Regions from separate parts of the Capsicum annuum genome. Here region 1 is linked to region 2. A link is a contact called in public Hi-C data. All regions are on one chromosome and are shown on one strand. The core of a region is the stretch at or near the end of the contact, and the rest is flanking DNA. Distances in the headings are between cores, read along the strand shown. Region 1 holds the start of LOC107843319 (ATP-dependent zinc metalloprotease FTSH 10, mitochondrial). Region 2 holds the start of LOC107843316 (protein FAR-RED-ELONGATED HYPOCOTYL 1-LIKE).

The links. Hi-C and Micro-C count contacts between places; a contact is called where the count stands out from the background.
Region 1: a Hi-C map of placenta shows a contact between it and region 2, with 2.9 times the contacts expected there. The contact joins the promoter of LOC107843319 here to the promoter of LOC107843316 in region 2. A contact is called at or near these places in 2 of 5 Hi-C or Micro-C datasets (leaf and placenta).

What each region holds. Positions count from the first base shown.
Region 1 is chr10:167,375,152-167,378,404 of UCD10Xv1.1, reverse strand. It overlaps LOC107843319 (ATP-dependent zinc metalloprotease FTSH 10, mitochondrial), which reads right to left and starts at 1,840. Exons shown (of 8, transcript XM_016687556.2): 1 at 1,555-1,840; 2 at 1,244-1,469; 3 at 1,083-1,157. The coding sequence starts at 1,599.
Region 2 is chr10:167,221,354-167,224,426 of UCD10Xv1.1, reverse strand. LOC107843316 (protein FAR-RED-ELONGATED HYPOCOTYL 1-LIKE) reads right to left here and starts at 1,353. Exons shown (of 3, transcript XM_016687551.2): 1 at 975-1,353. The coding sequence starts at 1,015.

The DNA of each region.
Region 1 (3,253 bases), core at 591-3,090, 150 kb before region 2:
AGTTGAAATTCAAAAAACTACGGGATCTATTATTTGAAGCTCAATTCTCTAAAGTGCATGACTGCACCCATGACGCGATAACTCTTTGCTTCACGTTGCTTTAAGCTACAAGCAATGACACTTACTAACACTGACATAAATATATTAGACATTTTGTGCCATCAACTTTAGCACATGTAGACAGGTCTAAAGTGAGAGTTTCTATTGAAGACATCCCATTCCCACTACAATCTTAAACTCATAAGAAACTTTACCATAATCTGCCATACACAAAGCTTGCCTTCACACTAAAAAGGCTTTAATCCATGAACGACATAGACAGTGTACAATTTGTTACAATAATGGACCACACAAGGCATCTTGCAGAATACGAATATCTACTTTTATACATTGAACTCAAGAAAATAAGCCCCATCCCCTTGTCAATCCCAGCTCTATTTGGAATAGTATAAATAATCTGATCTCTATAATCCAATTCTATGTCTATCAGAAACAACATCTCTACCCCCACAAAGGTAGGATTAAGGTCTCCGTACATCTTACCCTTCCCCGACCCTACTTGCGGGATTACACTTGATATGTTGTTGTTGTATAATCCAACTCTATCCCAGTTGTACATTTTCATCACAATTCAGGCATAAGCATCCTCCGCTTTCTAACATTTCAAATAGTATAAATGATCTAGATCGCTAACAAACTATCTCTAACCAATTTGTTAGTAGTTTTTTCAGAAAGTTCTAATACCAATGCCTCTAGTAATCCAAAAGTTCTACTTAATCATATGGAACATACTTTCGGAAAAGTAAACTCAGCTCCAATTGAGTACAACAACATACTAAGTGTAGTCCCAAAAAGTGTGGACTAGGGAGAGTAGAGTGTACGCAGAGCTTACCCCTACCTCAGAGGTAGAGAGGCTGTCTCCGATAGACCCTCCGCAAATTGAAATATTTCAGTTCCAATTACAATATTCCCTATATTTTCACATTCTACATTCTAGCAAACTCCAATAACTTTATCATAAATAATTTTACTTCATCCTATGTTACATAAGATCAAATGTAACCGATCAAGGCACTACATACCTTTGCCCGACTCCGCCTTTTGATTGTTCCCTTTCGGAACTTCTTTCTTATTCTTCGGATAATAATTCTCATAGCCTACAAAAATCAAAACACAACAACCACAATCCATCACCAAAACTCGAAATAACAAACAAACAAAATGTGTAAGTACTCATTCTCACTTCTTTTCTTTGATCCATTGCTGCAAAAGAACTTCCGGAATTCCGAAAAATACGCCCTTTGCAAATATGCCTTATTAACACCCTCCTTTCCAGCTCCAGCTCCAATGGATGTTAAATAACTTCTCACAAAACCTAACCCGCCATTGACGCGTGTAATGCACGCGTTACTTCTTGCTACTTCATCCAAAATTACAAACCTCACACCATTATTGCCAGAAATTAGTGCCTGCTCAATCAAAAAAAACGCATCAATACTAATAATATTAACACGAATTAAAAGAATAACTTACAGACTGAAATTAGATGCTTACTTTATTGATCGTTGAGCGAGAACGATTGATACGTGAAAGAATCATCTTATTGATGATCTGAACATGAATTTATTATGTAAAAGTATCAAATTGCTAAAGTTGATATAGAATTGAACCTAAATTTATGTAATTTAGTTAAAGTAATAATATTTAATGTAATTTAAAATTGCTGAGTTGGAAAAAAGAAAAGTTTTATGAGGAAAATCAAAGTAGTAAAATAGCAGGAAAGAGGGGGAGTGAAAGAAGAAGTTGGAGAGAACCGGGAATCGGAGACGACTCGGACTCGGTTACTTGGTCAATTATGGACCGGTCATTTTATGGGCTTTGATTTCCAGATAGCCCATTTTGGACGTGTAAAAAATATCCTAAATAAACTTACGGGGAAAAGACAGAAACGACATTTCAAATTAAACTATTTCCTTAAAAATGGTTATGAAATTTAAATTTCACTTTCTAGCCATTTCAATTTGTTGACTTGTTCTATACCGTTTCTATACACCATCTATACGGTTTCTATACATATCTTATACATATAAATATTCTATACGAAAATTATAATGTTTTGATACACAATTTATACAATAATTGTACTTACTTTTACACATTTTATACAATAATTATATAATTTTTTATACACTTTCTATATATATTTTATACATATACATATTTGATAGAACTCTATAATTTCTATACATATATCTTATAAAGATACATATTCTATATAACACTTATACCGTTTTTATATAATTATATTTAATTATTATTTTTAAACAATAAAAAAAACAGAAGATTTTTTCAGTTAAAAAATTTATATAAATTTATTTTTAATATTTTTAAAAGGACCGAATGACCCAAGTTGAAAACTGTATCAGTATTGTGTATGGACTGTATCATTATTATATATGAAATGTAGCTGAACTACATGAGCCAAAATTACCCAAATTAGGAAACGACTATAAAGTAGAAATAGTATACCCGACTGACCACTTTTTGAAAAAATGTCAAATTTAGGCTATTTATTTTAAAAAGTGTTACACAGTTTTTTTTCCCCTAAACTTAGATTGTTTATTACAAGTTATAGCAAAACTTTTCAATAATTACTAGACCAATGAAATAATTACAAGTTATAACAACTTTTTAGAAGAATCTTTTTTAATTAGATATCCGAAAATCATTTTTAAATATTTATTATTTATATTATTTTCTTATTTATAGAATTTAACATTTATCACTCTTCATTAAGTCTTTTGATAATTATTGCAAGTTATATTATTGGTATTAGTAATTTTTTTATTTTAATAATTAAGTTTTAAAGTTTGTTCATATTTTTAAGGAGTCAAATATGGTAAATATATTTTTTAACATTGATACTTGATTTTTAACTTTTTATTAACTTTAATAATTAACTTACTTCTACACTTTATCAAGTTTGACAGTCTTTCATTACCATTAAAAGTCTTCACTCTTTACCTTTTTCATCTTATTTTTCTCTTCTTTTGAGTTTCATGCGTATGAAACTTTGTTTCCCAACATTCACTCATAAGCTTGGATTGATAGTTCTTCACTTTAGTTTGATTTTTTTTCTTGAGACATGTCAGAAAAATACAAATTTGATTCTACCCCTAATAGAAAAAGTCCTAGATTAATACAACAAAATAGTCCAATTATTTTATCTAGACCCTCGTTTGATTTGAGGTAC
Region 2 (3,073 bases), core at 104-2,603:
CTGATTCTAGAAGATTGTAAGATTGTTGCGGTCACACTTGAAAAAACATATCCTTTTATTTCAGTCACTGGAATTGAGATATCTTGGTAAGTCTCCTGCTAATATAGTTCATCTCTTTTCTTATCCATTTGAGATGCATAAATGATGCTGAAGTAATACCTTTGTTTACCGTACTCTCCAAATTTCTCATGTCGGATCCTCCAAAAAATGCACTAGTTTTGGAAAATCCGACACACAACCAACTGCATTTTTGGAGAGTCCGAGCAACATTTAATAATGCCACGGAATGCTTCATAAAGTATTGATAACCTAGAATCAAACTCCCTCCACCCTTAACACAGCCACAAGTCTCAGGTTCGAGCTCTAGGAATAGAACAATTCCCAGTAGGAAGTCTTCCCCTTAAATGATTTGTAGGCAAAACGAACCTAGATTAGTTAGGCCCAGTGAGTTCCAAATACCAAATGGCTGAAAAGAAAAAAAAAAAAGATAGCCCGGAATCAAACAGCATAATCTACTGATCACTTCTTATTGGGAGTAGCGAAGGGATTATAAGATGAGGAATAGAACCTACGGACGAGCTGAAAGGTCACTTAGTCAACTTAGTCGACCAACTAAGCTACTAGATTACTCGTAATCTACGAATCGAAGTATATCTGTAAATAGCATTTGAAAATATAGTGGAACTGAATTTCTCAAATTTCACAAACAGGAAAAATACCCAAATTTTAAATACTTGGCATAAAAGTTAAATTTGATGATCCATCTTTTTTCTAGCTTAATACTTTTTAGAGTAATTAAAAAAAAAAAAAAAAAAGTAACTAACTCTAAAGAAAGTAGATCCATCAAAAAATACAACTACATCAACTAGTTGACTAACTTGAATAAGCCAAATAAACTTAACTAAAATCCAAGTAGCAGTGAACTAACAAACATAAATTAAATAAAAAAGAGACCCAAATTAATTTTAAAAAACCTGTTGATATGAGGACAGATATGCATATCTTCATCCTCCATATTTTTTGCAGCTCGAAAAAAAATGAAGGAATTTAGGTGTACGGATTATTATGACCCATTGGGAGAATGCAGAAAGTAGATGGGGAGATGGGGGGTGAAGGTGACACTAGACTATATTATTATACTATATGATGAAGTTGGAATTTAATTATAATCCACTATACCTGCATCAAATTATGTAAATGATTGCACTTAAATTATACTCCGTTTTAATTTATCTGAAGTTTTTTTAACTGTATATGGAATTTAAATTTTCATTTTAAGAATTATATTATACATATTTGTGTGATTGTAATAACAATAATAATGCATTCAATATAATTTCATCAGTGCAATTTGAGGAAAAATGATGTATACACAGTCTTTACTTTTATCCCGTAAATTATTTTATTAAAAAAAATTTAATTATTGGAGTATTAATTTTTTATTTTTTATTTTTAGTTCTTAGTTGGTTATTGGAGGCATGGCAGTACAATTATCTATCTCAGTACCAAATTTATGAAATTCCATCACTCGAGTTTGCAGCACGTGCACTCTTCACTACTTCCTTTTTTTGGGGGGCGTGGGGGTGGGGGGAGGGTTTAGAGGAGGTTCTATTTTACTTGCATCCGTTTCACTTTATTTTTTCGTAATTTACTTGATACAAAACTATATATAAATTTTTTTTAAAGAGAATACTTTATTAAGGGGTGTTTGGTCGAAAAAGAGTTATTCTAAAATTAGTTATTTCATTACTATAATATAAATGAGAAAAAATAATCTCGAGACTAAGTTATACTACCTCCAACCAATCGATAAAATAATTCTATATTTTATTCTAAAATTATTATGTCTTATATCTCACACCAAACTCCTAGTATTGATGCGGCCAAGCTAAAATGGAGATTGCGGCAGCATTGTATGGAGCAATGATATACTCAATTTGGCAACCTAGAGATTACAAGATTTTCAAGAAGTGTATTTCAAGAAGGGTGTTTCTCATCCAAATCTCTGTCTTTTTTGTTCGATCAATAAAATTGAAAAATAAAAAAACTACGGGGACTTTGAGCACGGTGTAGTAAGGAGTGTGGGCAAATGTGCATGGTAGCTGACTAGGAAAGGAGCATCGAGTCCACGAGGGATTATGGAAGATGGCCCCCTTGTCCTTTGTCATTACTCATTAACTAGTAGCATCTTCTTTTGTTTTTACTTCATGTTTACGATTCACCTTCAATCCCGAACCCAAACCCGATTAATTTGATTTGCACCTAAAAATCTCTCATTTTTTTAATTCCCACCATTTGATATCTATATTAAATTTCGATCAATTTAAATTTGCTTCGGATAAGATCCACACATTGAAATTCGACTTTGCTCTAGATAGGATTCATTTGGGGCATCACTTCCTGCCAAGTTTTTTCATATCCAGGATTAAAATTGAGATGTATTGTAGAAATATAAAAGTTTATTGGAGCAAAATCATACAAAATTTGAATTTGATCCATATTTGCCTCGATCTAAAATTATTTTGGACTTCAAAACATAGTAAGCCCATTTATATGCTGGAATTGTAACCCCGGAGGGCAACTTGACATCCTTGCTATGTGATGAACTCCCTAAGGCTGACATCAATTTTAGTAAATCTGAAGATTCAATGGGTTTTCTAATTTTAATAAAAGTCAACGCCTTAATGGTTGATGCAACTGATATAAATGAGAAGTTTGCAATGATGGAACAAGTTATTGAAGTTTTAAAGAAATCTGCTGAGGATAAAGATCTTCAAATTGCTCAACTTATGAACAAGTTGAAGTCCTTTGCACCTGGAGAATCGAGTCATGTCCCTGCTTATAAACCCGATTTTACTCTGCAAAAGAAGAATGTTGCTGAGTCATTTGCAATGTCCAAATTACAAAAGGAGAAATAGTCTACTTCAGTTGTAGCTTTGTCTGTTCAACAGTTGCAAGACATGATAACTAACTCTATCAGGGCACAATATGACGGAGTACCACAGAGTTCATTGTATTATACTAAGCCTTATACACGACGAATTAATTGTCTACCCATGCCGATGAACTATCA